2 separate regions of the Mus musculus genome follow, and region 1 is linked to region 2. The links are chromatin contacts, called in public Hi-C maps. All regions are on one chromosome and are shown on one strand. Each heading gives the region's core, a stretch centred on a gene start, on an enhancer-like site or on the middle of the called end of the contact. The rest is flanking DNA. Distances are from core to core; before and after follow the strand shown. Region 1 holds the start of U2af1 (U2 small nuclear ribonucleoprotein auxiliary factor (U2AF) 1). Region 2 overlaps Pknox1 (Pbx/knotted 1 homeobox).

Region 1 (6,217 bases), core at 2,446-4,945, 49 kb after region 2:
AGTTGACTCTGTAAAGGGAAAACAAGAACTGATTATTTCTGGCAAGATGTGGCAGAAACGCCATTAACTTGAAGCTACTTCTCAGCTACTTTCTTCCATGCTACAGAAGTCAGGCAGCTCTTGCAGGCAGTGTTAGAGGTCACCACTCTAGCTCCCACAGGATTTCTAATTCTTTTTTTTTTTTTAAAGATTTATTTATTTATTATATGTAAGTACACCGTAGCTGTCTTCAGACACTCCAGAAGAGGGCGTCAGATCTTGTTACAGATGGTTGTGAGCCACCATGTGGTTGCTGGGATTTGAACTTTCAGACCTTCAGAAGAGCAGTCGGGTGCTCTTACCCACTGAGCCATCACACTAGCCCAGGATTTCTAATTCTAACTTGCCTCCTGCTACCCCAAGCTCCTCCCCCACCCCGCCTTTTAATTCTGTGGGTCCTGGGTGCTGCAGGGGCACTGTTCCAAGGATGTGTTGCTTGCTCACAGGCTTGAGTGCTGTCACCACGTAAAGAAAACAGAAAACAAAGTCCAGGCTCTTTCCAACTCATGCACCAAACCAAGAGGAAATTTCCAAACTGCTCTGAAGCAAGCAGGTCTCTTGGCTTCACCTCAGTGCAAATGTGCTATGTGGACGGCTAGCCTGCTTCCCACATCACACATGAGCACTTCAGCTGCCACAAAGCTCTGCTCAGATACTCCAAGGAGCCACAAGCAACCAGAACCATCAGGTGCTGGGTTTTGGTTTCGTCTGAGCTTCTACTTGATGTAGCTTCCCTATGAAGATGTCAGCTGCAGAGGCAGGACTGCCGTCCCATAGATACTTTTAGTGAGAACCACATGTTTAAGTCCTGGCCCTGGAGTAAAGGCTGAAGGTCACATGGTGGACGACCATAAAGCCCAGGTATCCTCTGCTGATCAGACAGCAAGTCTGTGCGCTTATCTGCAAAGGAGAATGGGTTCCTTACTTTACATAACCTAACTTGATTAGGTAATGGGCAAACTTCTTGGCTGAAATACTCAAGGGTTCCACATAAAACAGCTCTCAAACCTGCACTCCCAGCAAACACTTGGCCTCAGCTGAGTGGCGGCAGCACACACACCATTACTCCCAGCACTTGGGAGGCAGAAGCAGGGGGATCTCTGAGTTTGATACCAGCCTGGTCTACAAAGAGCTCCAGGACAGCCAGGGCTATGCAGAGGTGATTTCTGTCAGACAAGCTTGGGTCTAGAGAACAAGTCACAGCTACATATTTGATTGGTAAAAACTCACTACTTAAAAAGCCCCAAAGTTACCCAGGCGGTGGTGGCGTACGCCTTTAATCCCAGCACTTGGGAGGCAGGCAGATCTCTGAGTTTGAGGCTAGCCTGGTCTACAGAGTGAGTTTCAGGAGAGCCAGGGATACAGAGAAACCCTGTCTGGAAAAAACAAAACAAAACAAAAAAGCCCCAAAGTTAATAGGTACCCATGTTCCTGTTTCAGCTAAAACCACATAAATAATCTCAGTTTGTTTTTTTTTTTGTTGCTGGGTTTTTTTTTTGTTTTTTTTTTTTTTTTTTGGTTTTTCGAGACAGGGTTTCTCTGTATAGCCCTGGCTGTCCTCGAACTCAGAAATCCGCCTACCTCTGCCTCTCGAATGCTGGGATTAAAGATGTGCGCCATCTCGCCTGGCTCTGTTTGTTGGTTTTTAAAATTGTGAATAGCTTGTTGAGATGGCCCTTCTCCACACAGACATGAGCACAGGGCCTGAGTGACTATGCTTCTGGTTTTGAAGTCCCAGCCTTTAGGCATCATCACAGGGAAACCTCTCATGTGAGAACTGGCATACACGTGTTCTAGCACATTTTCTCTGCAACCAGTTTAGAGAAGGTACTCTTCCATAACACCAAGCAAATTTGCATGTATTTTTGAGACAGAGTTGCTAGGTCCTGGAACTTTTTTTTTTTTTTTTTTTAAAGATTTTTTTTTCCCCCGAGACAGGGTTTCTCTGTATAGCTCTGGATGTCCTGGAACTCACTTTGTAGACCAGGCTGGCCTGGAACTCAGAAATCCGCCTGCTCTGCCTCCCAAGTGCTGGGATTAAAGGCGTGCGCCACCACTGCCCGGCTAAAGATTTTATTTAATGTATATGAGTACACTGTAGCTGTCTTCAGACACTCCAGAACCTTACATATGGTTTTGAGCCACCATGTGGTTGCTGGGAATTGAACTCTGGACCTCTGGAAGAGCAGTCCGTGCTCTTAACTGCTGAGCCATCACCAGTCCTGCTTCCTAGAACTTGTTATGTAGACCAGGCTGGAACTCAGAGATCCACCTACCTACCTCTGCCTCCAGAGTGCTGGTACTAAATGTACCACCACACCTGGCTTTTGAGTGTTGATTTAAAAGTACTTTAACGGCTTTACTTTAAATTACATATATGGGGAGGGGGAGGGGTGCCCGTGGCGGCCAGAGGCAATGGATCTCCCAAGATCTGGCACTACAGGTGGTTGTAGGACATCAGATTGCAATAAAGGGGATTCAGGGAACCACACTACTGGCCTCTTCAAGAGCAGTTCACACTCTGAACCACTGAGTCATCTCTCTAGTCCCTTTAATGTATTTTAGTCATCCTTAACACAAGGCACAACCTTCCTCCATGACTTCCTGAGAACCCAGACTTTATTCCAGCTGATTCTCCAAGACTGGTCTAGACCTAACATCCAATTAAATGTCTCTTGAGTGACTGCCGATTCAGGCATGAGACTTTTAGAAACATCCCCTCTTTCAAACACTGAAGACTGTATAAAGGTGCCTGATCGGACAGCCTCCATCCTGGAAAACAGAACATTTTAAGAGTGAGAATGTGGCACCAAAAACGTTATCTATTGCAAACGCTTACCACCGTGACTGACATCTGCATAAACCTTGTACAAGATTCAGAAACATAAAGATGGTGACTACTTACTGGAAGCAGATTAAGCCAGATACTTAAATCCTTAGGTTTTCAAAGTAGGAATTATCCTTGAAAGTGTCCGAAGACATTCCCCTTAACCTAAATTTCAGCCGACACGCGGAAATGAGTATGTGCCTCGCAGCACACGACCACAGGCGGGAATATTGCTATTCCTTTTCCTCTTACCCTAACAGTTGGCTACGGAAATGCAAACCTTAATTTAAAAAGAAAGGCGGGTCCGCCAACGCTTAGGCAGGCAGGAGGTTTATTCGGTCGAAACCGCTCCCAAAGGTCGGCCCCAGCACTGAATGCTAGAGAGGACGGGGCCACAGCACTTCCGACACGATAACTCAAAGCCTAAAGTTGCAAGAAACGTGTTACTTCGCCACAGAAGCCCCGGGCAGCAGTGGGAGCGCGGCGTGGGGCAGGGCCCCGCGTAGAACCCGGCATGGAGCGCCCGCGGTGGAGCTCGAGGCGCCGAGGCCCAGCCCGAGCCGCCCGCCAGTCCCGCCGCCCGGCCCACGAGGCGGCGGCGCCGAGCCGCGCGAGGTCTCCAGGCCCGAGCCAGCCGCCACGCCTGGACGTCACCGCCGCTTGCCTCGACCGGCACCCGCTGCCCGTCGCCTCCCCAGCCCAAGTCCCGGCAGGCCGGCCCTACTCACTTGTCTTTTTCGGTGCCGAAGATGGAGGCCAAGTATTCCGCCATTTTCGAGCGGACGACTCAGGCACGGCAGCCGACGCTGCCGACTACGCCGACGTCCCTCCGGAGACGTCACCCGACGCGACGACGCTCTCCCCACCCGTCGTAGCGACTCTGTCCAATTGGGAAAGGTGCTGCCAGCGCGGGGGCGGGACGAAGAGCATGAGGAGGCTCCGCCCCTACCCTGGCGCCTGCGCACTCCTTGGCGCCCGGGCGGGTCCCGCGCATTGCTTGCGGCTTAGGCTGTGGACAGCCGCTCCGCGCGTGCTCAGCACCGCTGTTTCCCGCTCCCGCCGCTGGGACCGCGCCCTCTCCCCTTGCTGGCCCTCCTGTCCCAGGCCTCCCACCAGTGCAGCTGTAGATAAGGGGCTCTGTCCGGCCTCCTGGAGGGCCTTAAACCACAGCATCCTCACAGTCACAAGGCTCACCTTCAAGTCACCAAATTTCCAGGCAGAGCCTAATCTCCGTTATCTCAGGCAGAGACCCAGGCTGCGGGGTCATCTTGGTTGGATGACTTTATCTGCTCTCTCTGGCTATAGAGCCACTTCCATCCGAGGACGAACCGTGGAAGAGGGTTGTGGGAAGCTGGGGTCTCCTCACAGGCTCTCACTAGTTAACCTGGTTACTGGAACCAGGATGAATGACCCGATCAGGTCCACCAGACCATTAGTTTGTTCATCCTTCTTTCTTCCCACACGCCCATTCACCCCTCACTAATTAAGCTACCCAACTATCCATGCCTCACCCATTCATCTTCCCCTGTCACATCTATTTATCTCTTATTTGGAGACATTAGAAGAATAAGCCCTGTGACACATATATAGACACAGGCTGCTACGATGTTTGTTTTATTGAGCGTGTTTTGTTTTTTGTTTCTCCATGGGATGGTCTTGTGTATGCATCAGGCTACATAGCTACTATGTACAGCTACAGATGACCTTGAACTTCTGATCCTTCTGAATCTCTTACCATCCTGAGTGCTAGGGTTACCAGTGTGTACTACCAAATAGGTTTATATGATGCTGTATGTTAAGCAAGCACTCTATCAACTGAATGACATCCCGAGCCTTGGTTGGTGTAATGTTTAAATCCACTTTTCTGAGTTATGGAGAAGAGGCTTCTGGGTATGTCTGTGAGGGCAGGGATAACCACTTCATACTTCGCCATGCATTGTATCACTGGGCTCTCTCTCCCTCAACTACAAGTAACTAATACAGCTGGTATAATATTGCTCCAGCTGACATGACAGAGAGTTTAAAAGAATACAGACCTGGTGACATCTATTCCTGTTGGTGGCCTTCTATGGCTCCCAAGGCTCTAAGTATACAGGCATCTTTCCACTTTTTGTTTTGTTTCTTTGTCTGGTTGGTTTTGTTTTCCAAGATAGGGTTTCTCTGTGTAGCCCTGGCTGTCCCGGAACTCACTTTGTAGACCAGGCTGGCCTTAAACTTACAGGGATCCACCCGCCTCTGGGTCCTGAGTGCTGAGCCTTCCTGGTGTGTACCAACACCACCTGGCTTCAAATGTAAAAAGTTTAAAAGGCAAGCTGGGAAGCAAGTGATAAAATACTGGTATTGATCTTGCACAGGCAGTGCCAAGATCTATCTATCTATCTATCTATCTATCTATCTATCTATCTATCAGTGAGTGATACGAGACCCCAATACTTCTCCAGTCATTTATCTTCCCTCTTCTTAAAGGATATAAAACTCAATGCACACCTTTTATCCCATGTTTGGAAGGCAGAGACTGGTGGATATATATGAGTTTAAGGACCAGCCTGGTCTCCATAGAGAATTACAGACCAGACAGATCTACATAGTGAGCCCCTCCAAAAAGAAGGAAGAGTGTTGGCTGAGCTACTCAGTGCTACAAATGCTTACTTAGCATTCATTCATAAGGCTCTAGGCTCAATCCCCAGTGGTTTTGTGTTTAAGGATACAGATAAAAGAGGGAGGCAGTGGTGGTGCACACCTTTAACCCTAACATCTGAAGCAGAGGCAAGCAATATCTGTGAGTTCAAAGACAGCCTTGTCTACAGAGTGAGTCCCGAACAGCCAGGGCTACACAGAGAAACCCTGTCTGGAAAAAAAAATGCAGATAAATGGAATTTATAAGTGCATGTGGGAAGCTCTTTGCCAGCAATAGAGCTGGCAACGAGGATGCTACCATATGCCAGGGAGAGCAGTAAGCTGGCCGTGACAAGCTGCAAAGAAGCAGGAGCAGTTGAACTTTAAAGGTGAGCATGAATATGCAAAAGTGCAAAGCAGTAAAGCAACCTGCCTGGATGGACTGCTTCCTCGCCGGAAACAGCTGAGAACCACACTGGCAGGTTTTCTGTGAACCTGCTGCATGAAAACTATCATTTGAACAAGCACTAGGGGCTGAGGAGGCAGTGTGCCAGCCGGCTCCATTTCTAGTGAGGCAGGGAGGGCTAACAGAGGAACAGGTGGCACCGTGAAGCTGGCAGGTTGGAAAGGCTACAGGTGTGAGCGTGGGCATTTTGCCTCTTATGCAAAGGAAACCAGGAAATGTTCCCTGTCTGGCTTTCTGGTATAAGTCCCATAAATTCCTAACCGCTAAGC
Region 2 (6,275 bases), core at 1,345-3,844:
AATGCCCATCCCAGAGGCCCCTCCCGCAGGTTGTGACTGGAACACAGCAGGCTGCCTTCTTCAGTTAAGTTCGGTCTTTGAAACTGACAATCTTTAAAATGTGAATACTGTAACAATATGTTTTCTTGGATTGTTGTCTTTAAAAGGATTTTTGTGAAGCAATTGATTTATCAAAGAAAAAAAAAATTAAAACCAGAAACATGCCTTGTGGACGATTGATTCTGTAAAGCTTGTGCCACCAAAGTGGACTTTGTCACTCCTAGGCAAGATCCTCAAGATTGCCACACACCTTGCAGTGACACCAGGGTGGGGAGTTGAGGCTACCCTAGCTGTTTGGCTTCAATTAGTTGACATTTTCTCAAGGAAAAAAAAAACTGCAAAGCAGATTTTTCATCGTAACATTTCATACACTGGATTATTTTGGCCTAACAAGAGAATGATTGATGGGTCCAGACCTGTCACCTTTGCTGGTCCCACACTGTAAAACCCCTTGCAAGGTGCCCCTGGACACGTGCAGGAGGTGTTGCAGGTCCCCAGTTTGTGCTTGGAACCGTGGACCAACAGGCTGTTTTCCTTCAGAAGTGTATCTAAGGGCCAGGGGTGATGCTCTCAGTTGGTATAGCGCTTGCCTGGCATGCACAGAACCCTGGGTTCAGTGGCCAGCACCCCATAATCCGGGCAATTGGGAGTAGAGGGTCAGAAAAGCAGAAGTCCAAGCTCAAAGTCGACTGCTTCCTAAGTCTGAGACAGGACAGACCATGTCTCAAAAGAACATCTGAAATTGACTTTGGGTGGCCAATGGCTGGAAGCATTTGACTTTCAGAAGGTGGAGATATGTGTCCTTGAACTCTGCTGTCCAAGGTGGATAGATAAGACCTTGGGCCACCAGTACCAGGCTCTCAAGGGTTTCCTTTGTGAGAAGGGAAAGTCTGGCTTACAGGTTTCACCAAGCTTGAAAATGATGTCTGTGGCTAACAAGACCCAACACGCCTATTTAGACAGAAACAAGCAGAGCAACGGTGGCCTAGCAGACACCACAGGTAGGTGACATGTTCAGATTAAAGCTTAGGGATTTGCATTTTGTTGATTTATACAGTGCTTAGCCCACAAGCCTTTCTATGAACTCAGAGGAAGCCCTGGTGTCATAGTTATATGTCTTTGTACAGTTAGAACTCTAGTCTTTGCTGTGTCCTATGAGCCCCACCCCCTTTTTCAGACCTAAATGTTGCCAGATATAGTGGCTCATGCTGATAATCCCAGTATCTAGGGTGCTGAGGCAGTGGAATTGCAGTTTCAAAAACAGCCTGGGCACATGGGACTGTGCCCAGTCGGGTATGGGGGTCCCTGGAATGAAGGTCCTTGAAGCTGGATGGGTAAGGATTCAGCGGTGACAAACAGAAACAAACACAGAGGCAGATGGAATCTGAGTGTATTCTGCAGCTCTCAAGCAGGGGATTTTATACATTAAAAAACCAAATGTTACATCTCTTAGAAGCTATAGCCAGTGAGACAATCACAAATACCAACAAAAGCCGGGCGGCGGTAGTGCACACCTTCAATCCCAGCACTTGGGAGGCAGAGACAGGCGGATTTCTGAGTTCGAGGCCAGCCTGATCTACAAAGTGAGTTCCAGGACAGCCAGGGCTACACAGAAAACCCTGTCTCGAAAAAACCAAAACCAAAACAAACAAACAAAAAAACCCAAATACCAACAAAAATCATTTGGCAGGGTAAAGCACAAAAATCATCCAAGCATTACAACTCTAAAACTATGTATTCAGTGAATCACAAACAGAACAGGTAACATCGTTATAAATCATCAAAATAGAACAATTCTAGAAGGATGTATTCAGTGGGGGTTGTCATCCAAGGCTAGTAGCATATTCCAAAAGCAGGTTAATAAATCTCTAACGGTCAGTGCTCTTAACCGCTGAACTAACTCTCCAGCCCCATGGTCAGTTATTATTTAACATCTAGTGCCTGATTTTTTTTTTTTAATAAATCTTCAATGTATAAATTTAAACTATTTTAATTCTTTCTTTTTTGTTGTTTTTGTTTTTCAAGGCAGGGTTTCTCTGTGTAGCCCTGGCTATCCTGGAACTCACTTTGTAAGACCAGGCTGGCCTCGAACTCAGAAATCCGCCTGCCTCTGCCTCCAGAGTGCTGGAATTAAAGGTGTGCGCCACCACACCCGGCTAATTCTTTCTAATCAAGGCTTTCTTTACTATATACCAAAATCCACTTCCAATGACACACATGTAGCCATATGAAATTTTATTGTTGGGAAAGTTTTTATCATAATAGTTTTATAAATGATTTAGAAAGCAAAGTGTTGGTTTCCCTGGGGACAAGGTCATGTTAGTGGCCCCATCTCTAGGGATGGTTTCTTATCCATTATTCTCGCTTAAGATCTTGGCCCAGGCTACCAGGAACATGTAAATAAGAAAAGGGATAAGAGAAAACAAAACAGATAGATTGCCATGAGAACTATGGCTCAATATATTTTTCTAGCAAAGAGTTCCACAACCGGTTCCAGGAGGCCTCCCCCTTTTTCAATCAATCGCCTTAGTCTGTGGAGCTTGTCACACAGATCCTACTGGAGGTGGTGTGGCAAGGTTAGTACATTTGGAGACTTTCCCAGGACTTTGATGGATTAGAACTGTGTTTTCATTTTGGTCCTGTCTACATGCTGGCTTTTATGTATGGCCGGAATGCTACTTCCATCATGAAGTCAGTTGTGCTAAGGTATGGGACTCAGTTATACTCTTCCCTCCCTGTCTTTTCCTGTCTGGCCTCCTGATGTTCTGGAGGTCTGGAGTGACCTGAGCTCAAGGAATCATCTGGTAAGTACTTGATAGGCTGTTTGATAGGCAAGCAGCAGTTTGTGGCATTATCTATACCAGGGTTGCCATTCTGTGTTCCCTTGTCTAAGCCACACTTGGCCATGTAAAAAATGGCAATGGTGACAAGTGAATCCTTTCATCCCTTTATACTTACACAGGTTTTAATTTTTTTAAAGATTTATTTCTTTATTTTATGTATATGAGTACACTGTAGCTGTACAGATGGTTGTAAGCCTTCATGTGGTTGCTGGGAATTAAATTCAGGACCTCTGTTTGCTCTGGCCCTGTTTGCTCCCGCCCAAAGATCTATTTATTTATCTAAATACACGGTAGCTGTCTTCAGACACACCAGAAGAGGACATCAGATCCCATTACAGATGGTTGTGAGCCATCATGTAGTTGCTAGGATTTGAACTCAGGACCTTTAGAAGAAGTCCGTACAGTTAACTTCTGAACCATCTCTCCAACCCCCTTAATCGGCTTTTAAAGATGTATTTGCTTATGTTTTATGTATCTGAGTGCTCTATTTGCCTGCATGACAGAAAAGAATATCAGAAGAGGGCATCAATCCCATTATAAATGGTTGTGAGCCACCATGTGAGAGTTGGGAATTGAACTCGGGTCCTCTGGAAGAGCAGCTAGTGCTCTTTAACTGCTAAGCCATCTCTCCAGTCCCAGTTTTTTTTGTTGTTGTTGTTGTTTTGTTTTTTTCGAGACAGGGTTTCTCTGTGTAGCCCTAGCTATCCTGGAACTCACTTTGTAGACCAGGCTGGCCTCGAACTCAGAAATCTGCCTGCCTCTGCCTCCTGAGTGCTGGGATTAAAGGCCTGCACCACCACAACTGGCCCCAGTTTTTAATAACTTTATGTATATGGGTATCTTGCCTGCCTATATGGTCTGATGCCCATGAAAGCCTCATATCCCCTGGAACTGGTGTTACAGATGGTTGTGAGCCATCACTGGCTGCTGGGAGTGGCCCTCTGGAAGAACACCGTTTCCCTATCCCCTTAAAAGACAGCTCTGATGACAGCAATGGCTTTTAGTTATTTCTTTGCCTTTGGTAGAACTGGGATAGGTACATATGAAATGGAGCTGGCTACCTAGGTCCTGAGACCCAGCTCACCCCGTAAGCCATTAGACCTAGTCACATATGGCTGGGACCTGCATGGAGCCTGGGACTGGTTGGATGCAGCAGCTCACTGCCAAAGTCTGGTGGTGGCAGGTCCTCTGCTTCTGTGGCACGTCCTTCTAATCTCCGACTGGCGTCAACCTTATGGGCTTGGTGCCTGCGTGTGTGTCTCTTGTATATGGAAATACCTGTTTTCCAGCTTACCATCCCATACTCCATCTTTCCTGTTCCTGTCTGCTGCATCCTCCCTGCCAACTCTCAACTAACACTGCTTATCTTCCTCGGAGCATGGGCTTTCATCCCCCACCCACTAATGTGGCAGTCAGAGGGAGACTTTGGGAGTCCGTTCTCTTCTACCATGTGGGTCCCAGGAATGAAACTCAGGTCGCCAGGCTTAGCAGCAAGTCTTTACCTGCTCAGCCATATCACTGGCCCGAGTACTTAAAAAAAAATGTTTATTTGAAACAAGTCTTGGCGTATAGCTCTAGTTAGCTTCAAGACTTGGCAGAGCTGCCTCAGCCTCCTGAGTCCTGGGATCATAGGTGTGTGTCACTGTGCATAGCCTCTCTCTTCTCTTAAATGCAGCAGTGGGTACCACTCCTAGCAAACATGGGTGTCCATGCCTTAGATGTGGTGATGGAGATGACACCAGAAGAAGAGAAATAGACAGGTTTGACCTCAGCAAAACTAAGTGAGGATAAGCTTGGCAGAGGTGGCCACAGGGAGGTTGAACCTATCCCGGGCTACATAGCAAGACCCTGAACCTGCGCACCAAAGCCAAGTCCCTCCTCTAAGTACAGAAACGAAGACAAGCCATGGGTGGAGCACATGGGAGATGATGTATAGTTGCTGGACAACAAACCCAAACCACAGGGCAGGGCAGGACCACAGGAAAGAGGGATAACCAAGGCTGGGGAAGACTGAGAATGGTGCCCAGAGGCACACAGGCAAGCATGTGAAACTGCAGCCCAGTGCGGCAAATGAACACAGGATTGCAGAGAACCCAACCTGGGCTACCCCCCCCCCGGGGGGTGGGGAGGGATGTGTTCAGGCATACATACACACAGAGAATAAGGACCATGCACACAATGGACTCGCTCAGTCATGGAAAGGAGCAAAACTGATACAGGCCGTAACAGGCAAACATGAGACACTCACACCAAGGGAAATAAGGTCGACACGACCACAGGTATGTGATTCCATTTATAGGAAGAGTCCAGAACAGGGAGATCCATTGAGACAGAAAGTGGGTGCTTGTCAGGGAAGGAGTGGGACGTGAGGAGTGGGCTAAGCAGGGTCATGGCCCAGGTGGTGACACTTTGTGCAGGCACTTCACAGCTGTGGGTCTCAGGTCACAGAAGCCCACCTTCATTTAAAACCCACACACTCCCATGCTAGGGCTAACCAGGTCCCTGAGGATGTCCACACAATCAGTCCAAGGTTTGCCCTTTCCCACGATGGAGCCCTCTGTGGGGAGGACGCTTTTTTGGGCACCCTGAGTCTTGTTGCTATTGTAGTCTGTGCCCATCCTTCCTGGCTAACATTCCTCAGTTCTGTGACACCAGAGGAAAGGCCCTGTAAGCTACTCGGGCATAGAGGATTCATTTAGGTAGCTGGGTGTTAGGAGGGGAGGGTGCTGGCCTCAGCAGCCACCTGCTGGACTTGGGTGAGGAAGCTGGTAGGTGTCTCTGAAAGCCAAGAAGCCCCAGCAAGGAGGATGGAAGCCAGTCCTGGCTCTATGTCTGGGTCTGCTCACGGGCTGCCACGAAGTTTAGCAGGTCAATGGCAGTGACAACCCCAAACACCATCTGCTGCTTGCTGGACATGCCATTGCTGCAGTCTAGGGAAAAGAAACAGCTGCTGGATTAAAGGGGACAAGGCAGGGACACAGAGCTGTTGACACCAAGAGACTCTTTCCCCAAACAAGAGCAAAATACCAGCTGAGCCATGTGAGTACAGCCAGAGAGCACCTCCTCTCACCAGCACCACCTCCTCTCACCAGCCCTGCAGTAGAATGCTAGGTGCTGTCTGGGACACGGAACAGGAAACCAACCCTGGCTCTCCAGAACTGATAGCCTGGCAGTTGCCTCCTCTCAGCCCATTTCCACAGGTCATGTGCAGTGTCACAATGCCAAGACAAGCCCCAGGCTTCTCTTTCTGGCCCAGAATCCTGCCTGGCAGCCAGGGCCACCTGAGACTGGAGCTTTATATATCAGCTTGGGCTGGGCCCTACACCTCACGGCCTACAGATGCAGAGAGCCAGACTAACAGTTTTGTATCAATTTGGGGGGATGCAGGGAGCC

The links. Hi-C and Micro-C count contacts between places; a contact is called where the count stands out from the background.
Region 1: a Hi-C map of liver shows a contact between it and region 2, with 2.8 times the contacts expected there. The contact joins the promoter of U2af1 here to the enhancer-like site in region 2. A contact is called at or near these places in 9 of 39 promoter capture datasets (the 3T3-L1 cell line, 3T3-L1-derived adipocytes, the C10 cell line and 3 more), 17 of 484 Hi-C or Micro-C datasets (the AML12 cell line, the G1E-ER4 cell line, the HL-1 cell line and 8 more), 3 of 115 datasets of contacts at active chromatin or transcription factors (the HPC-7 cell line and embryonic stem cells) and 3 of 9 other capture datasets (adipose tissue, liver and pancreatic islet).

The regions. Positions count from the first base shown.
Region 1 is chr17:31,655,059-31,661,275 of GRCm38.p6, forward strand. It overlaps U2af1 (U2 small nuclear ribonucleoprotein auxiliary factor (U2AF) 1), which reads right to left and starts at 3,696. Exons shown (of 8, transcript NM_024187.4): 1 at 3,595-3,696; 2 at 1-8. The coding sequence starts at 3,638.
Region 2 is chr17:31,607,482-31,613,756 of GRCm38.p6, forward strand. Pknox1 (Pbx/knotted 1 homeobox) reads left to right here. Exons shown (of 11, transcript NM_016670.3): 11 at 1-212. Cbs (cystathionine beta-synthase) reads right to left here. Exons shown (of 17, transcript NM_144855.3): 17 at 5,142-5,812. The coding sequence ends at 5,709. Among named protein-coding and RNA genes, the nearest start is that of Cbs, 27 kb to the right of the region's middle. Within about 2 kb of position 2,595, at least 4 of the 459 cell types and tissues checked have an H3K27ac peak or open chromatin away from gene starts, as enhancers often do. A contact at or near this core is called in liver, where this site is marked.